4 separate regions of the Sus scrofa genome follow, and regions 2, 3 and 4 are each linked to region 1. Evidence: chromatin contacts called from public HiChIP or PLAC-seq and promoter capture Hi-C data. All regions are on one chromosome and are shown on one strand. Each heading gives the region's core, a stretch centred on a gene start, on an enhancer-like site or on the middle of the called end of the contact. The rest is flanking DNA. Distances are from core to core; before and after follow the strand shown.

Evidence for each region. Promoter capture Hi-C pulls out the DNA fragments that hold promoters and counts their contacts. HiChIP or PLAC-seq counts read pairs in DNA pulled down with a chosen protein or histone mark.
Region 2: a promoter capture Hi-C map of fetal skeletal muscle shows a contact between it and region 1, with 5 times the contacts expected there. The contact joins the promoter of TIGD3 here to the promoter of SPDYC in region 1. A contact is called at or near these places in 1 of 5 promoter capture datasets (fetal skeletal muscle), 1 of 47 Hi-C or Micro-C datasets (epiblast stem cells) and 1 of 2 datasets of contacts at active chromatin or transcription factors (alveolar macrophages).
Region 3: a contact with region 1 is called in an H3K27ac HiChIP or PLAC-seq map of alveolar macrophages. The contact joins the promoter of FRMD8 here to the promoter of SPDYC in region 1. A contact is called at or near these places in 1 of 5 promoter capture datasets (fetal skeletal muscle), 1 of 47 Hi-C or Micro-C datasets (epiblast stem cells) and 1 of 2 datasets of contacts at active chromatin or transcription factors (alveolar macrophages).
Region 4: a contact with region 1 is called in a promoter capture Hi-C map of liver, with 2.2 times the contacts expected there. The contact joins the promoter of CDC42EP2 here to the promoter of SPDYC in region 1. A contact is called at or near these places in 3 of 5 promoter capture datasets (fetal liver, fetal skeletal muscle and liver), 1 of 47 Hi-C or Micro-C datasets (retroperitoneal adipose tissue) and 2 of 2 datasets of contacts at active chromatin or transcription factors (alveolar macrophages and skeletal muscle).

Annotation. Positions count from the first base shown.
Region 1 is chr2:7,057,951-7,061,269 of Sscrofa11.1, reverse strand. It overlaps SPDYC (speedy protein C), which reads left to right and starts at 1,815. Exons shown (of 8, transcript XM_021082865.1): 1 at 1,815-2,416. It overlaps SYVN1 (E3 ubiquitin-protein ligase synoviolin), which reads right to left and starts at 1,826. Exons shown (of 16, transcript XM_003122541.4): 1 at 1,712-1,826; 2 at 727-875; 3 at 399-491; 4 at 159-311; 5 at 1-33. The coding sequence starts at 858.
Region 2 is chr2:6,866,377-6,869,596 of Sscrofa11.1, reverse strand. TIGD3 (tigger transposable element-derived protein 3) reads left to right here and starts at 1,657. Exons shown (of 2, transcript XM_003480677.4): 1 at 1,657-1,868; 2 at 2,794-3,220. The coding sequence starts at 2,808.
Region 3 is chr2:6,841,989-6,845,463 of Sscrofa11.1, reverse strand. It overlaps FRMD8 (FERM domain-containing protein 8), which reads left to right and starts at 1,523. Exons shown (of 10, transcript XM_013994099.2): 1 at 1,523-1,679; 2 at 1,994-2,078. The coding sequence starts at 1,994.
Region 4 is chr2:6,902,207-6,905,409 of Sscrofa11.1, reverse strand. CDC42EP2 (cdc42 effector protein 2) reads left to right here and starts at 1,370. Exons shown (of 2, transcript XM_003122538.5): 1 at 1,370-1,939.

The DNA of each region.
Region 1 (3,319 bases), core at 566-3,065:
GAAGAGCCAGGAGATGTTGGGGCTGCGCTCCATCTGAAGCAGAGCAGAGAAAGGGGCCTGTCAGGGAGGCTGGAGCTCATCCTGCATCCCCAACCCAGCGCCCACTCCACAAGCCTGCCCCCCAGCCGCTCCAGAAAATCTCCCCCGACCCGACTCACAAAGTCCACACGGTCCTCAGCCAGCCAGTGAAAACACTTGAGGAAGAGGAGGAGAGTGAAGAGGGCAACAAAGCGGGGGCTGAAGTCATCCCGAAAGACAGTGAAGGCCAGACACGTCTCAGTGACGGCATACCAGGAACGTTCCAGAAGGTGCTAGGGGTTGGCAACGAGTGATGTGGAGCTCAGACATTCTGCCTGCCCAGCTCTCTGCCCCTCACCTTGGGGCCAGGAACACCTTACCTCCATCTCTGCTGCCCTCAGCTGTCCAAAGAACACCTTGCCCATCACCTTGCCCAAGAGGAAGACAAGGACGAAGGCCTGGATGTACAGGACCTAGGAGTGAGGAGGAGAGGCTATGGTTTGAGCCGGCTTTCTGCTCCGCGCTGCTTGGGGCTCACCATTCAGGAACCTCTCCACACCCCCCATCACTAATTTATTCAAAGCTCCCCCTGCCTGTGGGCTCCCTCGATTTTTCTCCTACTTACCTGAGCTCGAGCCCCACCCCTGGCTCAAGATGACTCCTCCTTCCCTCCCAGAGAGTTCCTCCCTCCTTGAGCCCTGAACTCACGGCCATGCTGGGGCTGGACTTGGTCAAGTACACCACAGTGGGGTAGAACTGGTGCTTGAGGTAGTAGGCGTGAGCCACCACGGCCCCGGTCAGCGCCAGGCTGGCCGCCATCATCACGGCGGTGCGGAACATTGCCCTGGCCTGGGGACCTGCGTGGGAGAGGAAAGGTAAGGTCACAGCTGTGTGATGCCACCCCGTGCAAACCTAGCCCAGCTCCTGAGACGCAGTGTTAACACACCGGGGAAAGAAAAGCCTCATTCCCCCATCATCGCATCGAGAAGAGCCCATGCTCCCCCATTCCACAAGTGGCAAGACTGAGCCTCAAAGGGGTTAAGCGACCACACTGACGCAAGGCCTGGAGCCCGGGTCAGTCTTGTTTCAAAGCTAGGACTCTTTCCACGCTGCCTGCCAAACCGCCGCCTCTAGGGAAGAATGAGGAAAGGCAGCAGCGTCGGAGGAGGGAACTGCTCCCACTGACCCTAAAGTGACGGTGATGGGGTGGGATGCAAACGCAGAAATCTCCAGAAGCGGGAATGGGCGGCCTGGACCGGGAGAGGCCAAGGCGCTGGGGGGCGCCGCCGGGTAGGCGACAGCGTCGGTGACAGCTCTGCCAGGGTGGGCAGCTCCAACGCGCGCCCGGCGGGAGCGGGCGGGGTACGTCAGCCTGGAACCCTGGCGCCCCCCAACCCCCTGGGGAAGTGTCAACTCGGGGCACCGGAGAAACGGCCGACCGCCAGGATGCAGGGGCGGGACGGAGAGGGACCCGGGTCGACCCCGCGGCCGCGCACCTGTAAGCGCCAGGAGCTGCGAGTGTCGCAGGCGGGGCCCAGCCTCTGCGAGCGCGGCCGCGCGGGCAACTATCTCCAGCTGACAGGCCGAAAGCTGGCGGCGGGGCTGAGGGGGCGCGCCGACCCCGGGGACCTCAAGGGGAAAGGTCCAGGCCCCTACTCCAACCACAACCCGGGTCCGACCCCCGCCCACTCACCAGGAGCCCAGCGCCGCGAGCCCGCTCAGTCCCCGCGACTGCGGAGGCGGCTCCGGTTAACAACACTCCCCACCCCCTGCGAGCCGGAACTTCGGGGGTGAGACACCTCACTTCCGGCGGGGCGGGGCGGGGCGGGGCGTGGACCGTACCAAGTGCCCCGGTCCCTTGTGCGCCCTGCTCATTCTCCCTGGTGCCAAGAGCAGTAGTCCCTCCACCCTTCTGGCGTTCGTGCCCACTGTTCGAGTGAAAGATGCGAGAGGTGGTCTGAGCGGAATTAAGGCAACTTGGAGAGGATTAGAGTCTCCCTATTAGTCACAGATGGTATCGTCTTGGCCGCTGAGTGGACTCAACCTAGCGGCGGACTCCGGCTCTCAAAGCGGCTGGAAGGCGGCCCCCCCACTCCTCCGCGCGTTGTGCGGGCCGTACCATTTGGAGGGGGGAGTATGCAAGGGACAGACATACAGGCCTAAGAGAAATAAGATGTCTTAGATACTCATTCCAGGGGGAGTCACAACAAATTGATAAATTAGATGCTTTCTAAGAGAAATGGGTTCAGGAAAAACGACTTGTATCCTCCTTGATCTCCCCCAGTTGTGTGGGAGTGAGTTGGGTCTCCGTGGCTGCTATAGATTGGTCGAAATGGAGTTACGCGGACCAGTAAGAAGAAGAAAGGAAATCGGTTAACCTATGGGAAGAGAAAAGCAGGTGAGCGGTTGCTAGGGGCGGAAGGTAGCGTTGCCTGGGGTTAGATCTTACTCCTGGGAACAGAGAGTAGCGAAGGCGCAGTCGGTGGGCAGGGGTTCAGGGTCTGCCAGACGGAGACAGTTGCTGCACCACGAAAGGGAGAGGTTCCTGGGACCGAGGCGAAAACATCTTTAATTCTGGCTAATCTTGGGATGGGAATGTTCTTTGCAAAGGGATTGACTTCCATGCGGCGTGCTTTGCGATCCTTTCAATCCTGGCCGGTAGCCACAGCTTCCCCAGACTTGGGCTGTGCTCATAGTCTGTGTCTTCTTCAGCCAACCCAGTCGGCTCGTTGACAGAATGGAGCTAATGCACCGCCCACTTTGTGCCTGGAGTTTTCCTCCGTCGTCTCATTTAATCATCAATCATAAGTTTATGAACTAGGTGGTGCTGTCCTCATTTTATACGTGAGACAACGGAGGTTCAGACATTTAAGAAGTACCAGGATTGGCAACGGGTCTGTCTGATTCTAAATTCCCTAACTGGGAGTTGCCGCAGTGGCTCAGGGGAAACGAATCTGACTAGTATCCAGGAGGACGGAGGTTGGATCCCTGACCTCGATCAGTGGGTTAAAGATCATCTGGCGTTGCCCGTGAGCTGGGGTGTAGGTCACAGACGCCGCTGTGGCGCAGGCGCAGGCCGGCAGCTACAGCGCCAACTGGACCCCTAGCCTGGGAACCTCCATATGCTGAAGAAGCAGCCTTAAAAAAAAAAAAAAAAGAAAAAATCCAGAGCTGTTGGATTCTGCTGCTACTATCACCTGTTGACCTGAACTGGCCTGACCAGTTTAGCTTGTAACCTGCCACTGAGTTTGGCTACCCCGTATAGCCATCTGTGACTTTCTAGTGACTACATCTAGGGGCC
Region 2 (3,220 bases), core at 408-2,907, 190 kb after region 1:
AATCCGCTGAGTGAGGTCAGGGGTCGAACCCAGGCCTTCATGGATGCTAGTCAGACTCATAACCTGCTGAGCCACAACAGGAACTCCTGCAGTTAGATTCTTAACTCCACTGCACGTAGTGGGAACTCCATGGACATTAGTCTTGAAGCATAGCTTTTCCCCCCCAAATTAAATAAAACATTTAACCTCAATATAAGTTGACAGAAAATTGGATAATTTGTTTTAATTTCTTATGTACATTATAGCTGTTACAAAATTTGGGTTAAAATCAACTTTAACCTGTTTATTTCTGTGTTTTAGTTGGTTTGGAGGAAATTCTGGATTTGTATGTGCAAGTGGTGAGACAGATTTATAACAGTTGAGCTTTTTAGTTTCAGAGATACTTAGCATAGGTCCAGAAGCTTGATTAGAAGCTTGATGATTATATAAATATAAAAGAGTTAATGACACAGGAAAACTCTATGCGTCACCATGAGGACACATTAAAGCTTTCTGTATGAATAATGGAGATGAGAGGTACCTCCGCCTTGCTTGCCTGAAATTGGTTCATTTAATTGAAGGCAAGTGTGTGTGAACTCGGCCTATAGTGCAGCCATGCAAACCTTCCTCCAAGTATATTTACGTGCACAAGAGTGAGTTTTTCTTTTCCTGCAAACCAACATTTTAAAGGTATGAATCAGTTATGACAACCCCCCCCCCCCGAAGTATCCTTAGGATTTTCTAGGACAGTCTGAAAGCCACTGTTTTATTGGGAGGCAGTGAGTGGCCTGGGCCCTTGTGTTCAGTAAGTAAGCAGGGTGCTCCAGTTTGGGGACTGCGTTAGGGGCGGGGCACAGCCCCATCATGTCTGCGCGGATGTAGGCCTGGAGTCAAGGTAGTCAAGCAGTGATCCTTGGTGGTTGAATAGTCTAAGGCCAGAAAAGATAGTAAAAGGAAAAAGGTTAAAAATGAGAATGCTGGAGTTCCATTGTGGCACAGTGGAAATGAATCTGACTAGTATCCGTGGGGATTTGGGTTTGATCCTGGCCTCACTCAGTGGGTTAAAGGATCCGGCCTTGCCGTGAGCTGTGGTGTAGGTAGCAGACGCAGCTCAGATCCTACATGGCTGTGGCTGTGGTGTAGGCCGGCAGCTGTAGCTCCAATTCGACCCTTAACCTGGGAACCTCCATATGCCGAAATTACGGCCCTAAAAAGCAAATAAATAAAATAAAATTAGTCTTTATTCGTACAAAATCAGAACTGGCCCCAAGCAAGCAGTTTGTGGTAGTACCCACTTGAGGCCAATACCGTCCATGGTAACATCCTTTGTGTAGCTTAAAACGTGCTTCCATTTTTTCAAAGCCACTGGGTGAGGGGTAATAGACCTGTTTGGTCGATGAGGAAGCTAAAGCTGCCTAGGGTCACAGCCAGGATGACCTTCCAAGTCTGCTCACTGGAGGGAGGCTTGTTTGGCCTCGTCTACCGGGTCCCCTGAGGCTGGCGGCGCTTCCAGGACTCCCGCCCCGTCCGGGCTCCGCCCCCCCAGCCCCTGCAGCTAGAAGCTCAATTCCCCCAACGACCCGCCGCTTCGCGATGCCCAATGAGATTTAGCCGGGGGAGGGACAGAACTGCACCGGAGACCAATCGGATTGGGCCGGGGCGGGGCGGCAGCGGGTGAAGCTGAGCGGTGGGTCCAGGTCTTCTCAGCCGGGAGAGAACCCGGCGCGGGCGGCGCCCACCGGTCCCTGCTGTGCGCGCGCCCGCCGCCCGCGCAGCCCTTCAGTTTGCCCCGCGCGTCCCTACCCTGCTCTCTTGTACCACAGGGACAGGGGCTGGGGAGCCGGGCCGGGGCCGGGGCCGGGGCGGGAGTCGCGGGACGAACACTTGAGGTGGGTGCGGAGAGGGTGGCTGGGAGGCGGGAAGGCCGGGCGGGCCGATGGCTAGGTCCGCCCCGCCGGCAGACCCAGAGTCACCGTGTGGAGAGGTCAGCAGGTTGCAGAACCCGGCTCCCGGCCTGTCTCCATCACAGACGCTCGTCCCCGCGCGGTGGTCCCCCTCCCAGGCCAGGACTCTCCCCTCTGAGGACACCCCGCCCCTCTCGCTGCCCGCGCGGCCTCCTAACCCCTCTTGCCCTTTGTCGCCTGTGCTCCTGTCCTTTCGGCCTTGTGCTCCCGCGCCCCCTCCAGGCCGGACCCCGGCCCAGCCATACCTGCTCAGGACCTGGCACCAAATTAGACTCGCTCCTTCAGCCCCCAGTCTGTCCCTCTTTGTCATCTGTACACCTGTCATCTCAACTCCATTCATCCACTCTACCACCCTGCCCCCCACATCTTCATCTGAATCCAGCCTAGGCCATCATCCCCCTCCCCCTACGGGGATTCCTCCTGCCAGCTCTGATTATCCCCTCCACCTGCCCCATGCAGCCCCAGCCCTGTCCTCCCCATCCATGCTCCTTTGTTGTCTCTGCAGCTGTCCCCTCGGCTCTATTCATCCTTCTCCCCCAAACCTCAGCCCAGACTCCCTTCTTGCTCTGACCAGGGGCCAGCCCTCCCCAGCTAGGTCCTGCATTCCTCCAGATCAGGGCCAGGCCACTGCTCACTCAGCCTGGTGGTTTCTCTTCCTTTCAATCCAGCCCTCTCACCTCCAACCCAGTGTCCCCTCACCCTGTCCCAGCGGATCCAGGCTGCCCTGGTCTCTCCCTACACCAGTCTATCTCCCTGCCTCTAATATCCCCTTTTTCTTACTATGCTCCTCTCCCACCCCGCCTGGCCTCCACCCTCACCGTTTCCTCCTTCCCCCTCTCCCCCGGAACAGGTGCCAGAGTTGCCATGGAGCTGTGCAGCAAGAAGAAGCTTCACGCCCTGTCCCTGGCCGAGAAGATCCAGGTGCTGGAACTCCTGGATGAGTCCAAGATGTCCCAGTCGGAGGTGGCCCGGCGCTTCCAGGTCTCCCAGCCCCAGATCTCACGCATCTGCAAGAATAAGGAGAAGCTGCTGGCGGACTGGTGCAGCGGCACCGCCAACCGGGAGCGCAAGCGCAAGCGGGAGTCCAAGTACAGCGGGATCGACGAGGCTCTACTCTGCTGGTACCACATTGCCCGGGCCAAGGCCTGGGACGTGACAGGGCCCATGCTGCTCCACAAAGCCAAGGAGCTGGCTGACATCATGGGCCAGGATTTTGTGCCCAGCATCGGCTGGCTGGTGCGCTGGAAACGCCGAAACAACGTGGGCTTTGGGGCCCG
Region 3 (3,475 bases), core at 274-2,773, 220 kb after region 1:
CAAGCCGCATCGGTGACCTACATCCCAGCTCACAGCAATGCCGGATTCTTAATCCATTGAGCGAGGCCAGGGATCAAACCTGCGTCCTCATGGATGCTAGTCAGATTTGGTTCTGCTGAGCCACGACGGGACCGTCCCTCATTTTATGTAGCTTTAACCATGCATTTCCTGTGCTTTTTTCTCTCTCCTCTCTCTCTCCACTCCCCAGTGAAACCATAACACGAGCTTCTTGCGGGGAAGGGGCCGTGTCTCACCCAGACCTCCACCCCCTGCCCTAGGCCAGGCCCCACACCCAGTAAGCATCCAACGACACCGAAGTGGGTTCACATTTCAGTCCAGCCAGTTTAGGGAGGCCACCGAGCCACTGCGTCCTGTCCCCGAGCTGAGAACCCAGAGGGATGTGCCTGTTCTCACAGCTCAGGCGAAGAAAGAAATCATGACATAAGGGACCAATGGTCAGGCAGTGTGGGGCCTGGGGGCAGGCAAAGGGCTGTTTCAAACACTGAAGAAATGGACTGGGTTAGGAGCTGGAGCTGCCTTCCAATCCTGGGGGAATCAGTGCCAGTGGAACCCGCTCCCCCCCACCCCCGCCCACCTTCCTCATCCCCAGCCCATTGTTGTCACTTGGGGCAACCTCTGGCTCCTCTGGATCAGGAAGGCGCCTCATGGACCTGTTTTTCCCCCTGAGATCTACACCTCAGGCACACACATGCTGGTCATGCCGGGACATGTTGGTGACATGACCCTGGGGATAAGTAGTTTCACACCTGCCTCTTCAGGGCCCCCACACCTCTCCCAGCCTGGGAATGCCGCAAGGTGTCCCAGGCTGTGTGTCAAGATAGCGAAGGCTCATGTGACTGCTCCCCGGAATCGCAAGTGTGCCTCGCCTGGATTTCTGACACATAATTTGAGGACATGGGAGGCGGTCATTCCCATTTTACAGAAGAGGTAACTGAGGCCAGGAGGGGAAGGGCTTGTCTAGGATGAGTCAGGACAGGGACCCTATCTCCTGACCATCCCTCTCGACCTCAAAGCACTGCAGTACCGGCGGCTGCCTGTATCACCTTTACCCAGCGCCCAGCAGTGTGCGTCCCTGACACACCCCCTCCAAGCACAGTGTGAATTCCTGATACGCCCCCATGAAGCATCTTCCTTCTGCAGGTGAGGGGACCGGCCCAAAGTCACACGCGTGAGCGCCAGAGCTCGCGCCCCGACTGCCTTGACAGTTCGCCACACTGTTACAGGCCAACATTCGTGGGTGGGTGTGTGTGTGTGTGTGTGTGTGTGTGTGTGTGGGTGTGTGTGTGTGTGTGTGTGTGGTGTCACACGCCCCCAGTCACTGGAGTAGGTGGTGGTGCGGTTTCCCAACGCGACCGCCACACCACTGGGGTGTGACCAAAAGCGGGAGCGGGGGGCGTGAACAAGGGGGGGGCGAGAACGCGCGGGGACTAGGCAGGGCGCGTGCGCGGAAGCCCGGGCTCCGATTGGCTCCCGCGGCTCAGGGAGGCGGGGCCGTGAGTACGGCGCTTCCTACGTCTCAGCTTCCGCGTTGCAGCCCTGGGAGCTGGAGCCGGAGCGGGGTCCTGAGTTCCCGCCGGCAGTGAGGCGGGAGCGGCAGTTAGGGACCAGAGTTAGGACAGGAACCTAAGCTGAGGCGGCGGGCACTGAGTCCCTGCGAGGTGAGAGCTCGACAACGCCCTGCACGGGTCCCCGCGCCTGACGGGGGTACGCCGTGCCTTGCCTGGGCACCGCGGCGCACCGAGTTTGACCCTTCTGACCGCCGCGGTCCTGGATTTTCCGTCAGCCCCCACCTCGAGTTGGCTGAGGACCCCCACCCCTCACCCCGCTAATCTGCTCACAGTGCCTCCAGCCCCGGTTGTTCTACCTTCATAGATCAGCTCGGGCCCCCTTCCTTCCTCAGTGGGAACTTGGAGGGACCCAGCACCCCATCCCTGGATCCACCCGTCATTGCTTTTTCTCTTTCTCTCTGCAGATGGACGGGACGGAAGGCAATGCCGGACAGCCCGGCCCCGCTGATCGGTCGCATCGAAGCAGTGTCTCCTCCATGGGAGCCAGAGGTGGGTCTCAGTCCCCCATCTCCTCCCCGCCATACCCCCCTAGACCCCAGCCCTGAAGAAGGGGCCCTGGCTTGTCATCGCTTTCCTTAAAGAGAATCTTACTTATTGATTAATTAATAAGTTATGTTGAGGTGTGGAAAAGTGACGTCAGTCCAAGGACCTGGACTCTTGTCACTAGGCTACCGATCAAACTGGGGACTCTTGAATCTCCATTTCCTCACTTGTTAAAATGTTACATGGCCATGAAATTCAAGTGAAAGCTCGTGGATGAAAAATGACGTGCACTTTCTTTGATAAATAGCCTTTTGAAAGCAGGGATCATTATTTACATTTTATAGGAAGGAAATTGGGCCCTAGAGAGTTTAAGTCACAGGATACTGGAGTCTTCCCTCCTCCAGATTTCCCTGCTTGAAAAGCAGGTCTGAATTTTATGACCTGGGCACTGTGTTAGGATCTCTCAAAAAAGTAGCTGTTAGAGCAAAGCAGACCGGGGATCCAAACGAACACCTTCACCTGTGTGGATGGTAAACTAAACTGTGCTTTTGCCTTTCACAGGCTTCACTTCTTTTGTTTTTTTAATTTATTTTTTATTTTTTTTGTCTTTTTGCCATTTCTTGGGCCACTCTCTCAGCATATGGAGGTTCCCAGGCTGGGGGTCGAATTGGAGCCATAGCCGCCTGCCTACACCACAGCCATAACAACGCAGGATCTGAGCCACATCTGCAACCTACACCACAGCCCATGGCAACATCAGATCCTTAACCCACTGAGCAAGGCCAGGGATCGAACCCACAACCTCATGGTTCCTAGTCGGGTTCATTAACCACTGAGCCACGACAGGAACTCCAGGCTTCACTTCTTTTGATTCACAGCCACTCTGTGAGGGGAGGGGTATTAGCCGTATTTTGCACATGAGGCAACTAACTGACGTGCTGAAGTCAGTCAACTAGCCAGAGGCCAGCTAGGATCTGAACTCTGGGATACTGGCCTCCAAGCACAGTGCTCCTTCATGCTGCCTGCGGGTCCAGCAGTGGAGCTGGAGATGACGGCTCTTGCAGAGGTCTCTCTTGGCTGTCACAAGGAACACTTAGCTTTTTGGGTTGTGCTCCTTCTGACCGGAAAGGCCAACATGTTGAGTCCCGAGGCTTGAAGAGTGCGAAGAAAGCTGAGCCCTGGAACTTGCTTCACCTTGGAGTGGCCTTGGGAAGCCTCTGTCTCCATGTTAGCTTGGGCTAGCGTGGGACAGTGACTCGCAGAAGGAGAACAGTGGGGTCACCAGCTCTTCCCCTCCCTGCTTGACCTCTAACCTCGGGATGGCTTCAGCCAATCTCTGCCTCAGTTCCACCTGCAGGCTGTTCTCCTCAGCGGAGAAGCACACCAGAGTCCTTGGGGCTGCC
Region 4 (3,203 bases), core at 121-2,620, 160 kb after region 1:
ACGCCAGAGCCACAGCAACGAGGGATCCGAGCCGCGTCTGCAACCTACACCACAGCTCACGGCAACGCCGGATCATTAACGCACTGAGCAAGGGCAGGGACCAAACCCGCAACCTCATGGTTCCTAGTCGGATTCGTTAACCACTGCGCCACAACGGGAACTCCAGGACATCTCTTTTTTTGACTCTCCTGCCTCCCTCTTCTACCTTTAAGGACCATTGTTATTACACTGGGCCCGTTCAGACAGTTCAGGATAATCTCTCTAGTTTAGGAGTTCCTGCCATGGCACAGTGGTTAACGAATCCGACTAGGAACCATGAGGTTGCGGGTTCAATCCCTGGCCTTGCTCAGTGGGTTAGGGATCTGGTGTTGCCATGTGCTGTGGTGTAGGTCACAGATGCGGCTCGGGTCCTACATTGCTGTGGCTCTGGCGTAGGCTGGTGGCTACAGCTCTGATTCAACTCCTAGCCTGGGAACCTCCATGTGCCGTGGGAATCGGCCCTAGAAAAGGGGGAAAAAAAAAACTCTCTAGTTTAGAGCCAGTTGAGGAGTTCCCACTGGGGCACAGTGGTTTAAGGATCTGGCATTGACTATGGCAGCTCCAATTTGACCCCTGGCAGGGAACTTCCATATGCCTAGAGTATGGCCGAAAAAAGTAAATAAAGAAAGTAAAGTCAGTTGATTTGTAACTGTAATTGCATGGGCAACCTCAGTTATTATTTTCTATGTAACAAAACTCTGTATTTACAGGTCCCAGAGACTAGGACCGGGACATCTCTGGGGGGGGGCTATCACTCTGCCTACCTGACTCCCTTTCTCCTGATCTTTTCCTCCCCCCCAACTTGGCTGACCCCCACCCCCACCCCCAGCATCCTTCCTCCTTCAGGATGCCTTCCTGACCCTCTCTCCCTAAGAGCCCCTCCCACACGTACAGGATGTACCATCCTGGTCGCAGTGTACTGTCACAGCTGTCACCCGCTCTTCCTAGCACTTGCTCACCTGGCAGAGTATCACTGTGTACTTGGGGACCGGGGCTTCCTCCATCTCCCTTCATTGGACAGTAGGTCCCAGACCAGAGGGGCTGAATCCCCAGCGACAAGAACAGTGTCTGACACTTAATGGATGCCCCCAAAGTATCTGCTCAATCGCTGAACCGGGCAAGGGCTGAGTTCCCTTCAGCCTGCCTGGGTAGGGCCTGCCTTCCAGTAAATGTTTCTAGTAACGAATGAATGAATAAATGAACCAACCAACCTTCCAGCCAATCAACCAACGTTGTAATGAGTCCAAGTGTGGGTCCCACCCCCGCCCCGGAAGCCATCTAGCCGGTTGACAAATATGGGTGTGGCCAGGCCACTCTGCAGGTCCACCCGCAATGCCCCCTTTTCCAGGGAGGGGCAAAACTCCTGAAAGCTCTTGGAAGTTTGTAATATTTTAACGTGAGTGCCTTCGAGGCCTCATTTATTTCTTTAGGAGTCACTGAAGACACTGTGCGGGCGCCTCCCCGACCCAGCCCTCCAGGGAGGGAACTCGTCCAAGGACGCTCTGTGAATTCTGCAGAATTCAGTCTTCCAGCTGCTGCCCTCCCAGAACCGATAGTTTTAGCTCCGACCCGCACAGCCGGAGTTCGAGGAATCCAGTCCGGGCATCGGACGCAGTCTGGCTCGCAGCCGTCAGAGTTTGGACCGGACGCCCGGGCGGGCGTGGCTGTTGGACCCCAGCGCCGCGCCTCCCAAGTGGGAGCCCAGGCTCGCCCCGGAGTGGGGCGGGGCTGTGGGCGGGACCTGATTGCTGCGGCCCCCGCATTGGCTCCACGGATAGGGGGCGGGGCTTCAGGGGCCACGGTGCGCACTGTAAGTTCACAGCCCTAGTCGGTCCCATCGCCGCACGGTCCAGCTCCGGAGATTTTGCCGCCCACCCGTCCGCCGCCTGCGCGCCTCCAGGTGAGTTCAGGTGGGGACTGTGTAGTCCGACCGCGCTCCTGGAGGGTCACTCGAGAGGCCCATCCTGAGGCGCCCTATCGCAGCTCGCGCCCCAGCCCCCGACTTACCTCCACAAGGTCCTTACCCCAGTGCCTCGGGCTCCAAGGTGTTTCTCACCCGAGCCTCGGTCCTGGCAGCCACGCCCGCGCCCCCCTCGGCCTGCGGGGCGCTGCGCATCCCGAACACGAACTCCTGGATCCGCCCTCCACGCTGCGCCAGAGCCCCCGCCCCACCCCCAGGACCCGGGAATGCCCTCCCGCAGCCCAGCTTGGGGTCGTATTTTTAGCCAATGGTGAGGTGTCCTCCTATCTTTAGCCTTAGCCGCGAGTGTCCTGAAACGAATCCGGGCTGAGCTGGGCTGCGCGGGAGAAAGAGGGCGGGGAGGGGTCGGCTCCGGAACCCGAGCTGGGGCTGAGGAGCCCGACCCGCGGAAGCCAGGGGCGTGGGCCGCATGTCCGAGCTCTGGCCCCGCGCCGAGCGGACACTCGGACATCGCCCAAGCTGGAAAGCACGGGGGAGGCTCCTCCCTGAGTTTGGATACCCGGGCAGCGTCCCTGATCGCTCCTTTTCTCCCCTATTGTCTGGTTGTGAGACTAGGGCGCTCCCAAGAGAAGAAGATCCCGCGGACTATCCGCACCTGGTTAGCGAATGTGCAGCTCCTTGGGAGGGAGCTTGCCGGGAGCGCTAGAAGCGCTGGGGACCCCGGTGCGCAAAGGGTCTCCTCCCGGACGCGGGGCAGTAGAGGGAGCGCGCGCGCGCGCCACCTAGTGGCCACGGACCCGAGAACCGCTCCGCCTAGGGACGCTGGGAGACCTCGTGGCCAGCAGGGGAGACTCAGCGCCGACCGACCCTTCCGCCCAGGGGCTGTTCATTTTCGGTCTTGTTTGGAGCGCTGTCCCCAGAGAACCAAAATACTTGAGGAAGCCCTACAGCTATTTGCTGGATAAATAACGGGGCTGACAGTGACCCGCTAACCCTGTCTGTCGCCCATCGGGGCTCTCTCTCACTTGCAGTATGACAGTAGGGTCCCTGGTGTTGGCTTTATTGTCATCCCATTTCATAGATGAGGAAGGTGAGGCCCGGAGAGGAAGGGTCTTGCCCAAGGTTAGAGCGAGTCCTAGGTAGAGATAGATTCAAGGTCAGTCTCCTGATTTGAAGGTCAGAGGTTGGCTTTATTGGCATCCCTGGTGGGGAGTGGCCTAACATTCTTTGTGAAAGGAGAGGC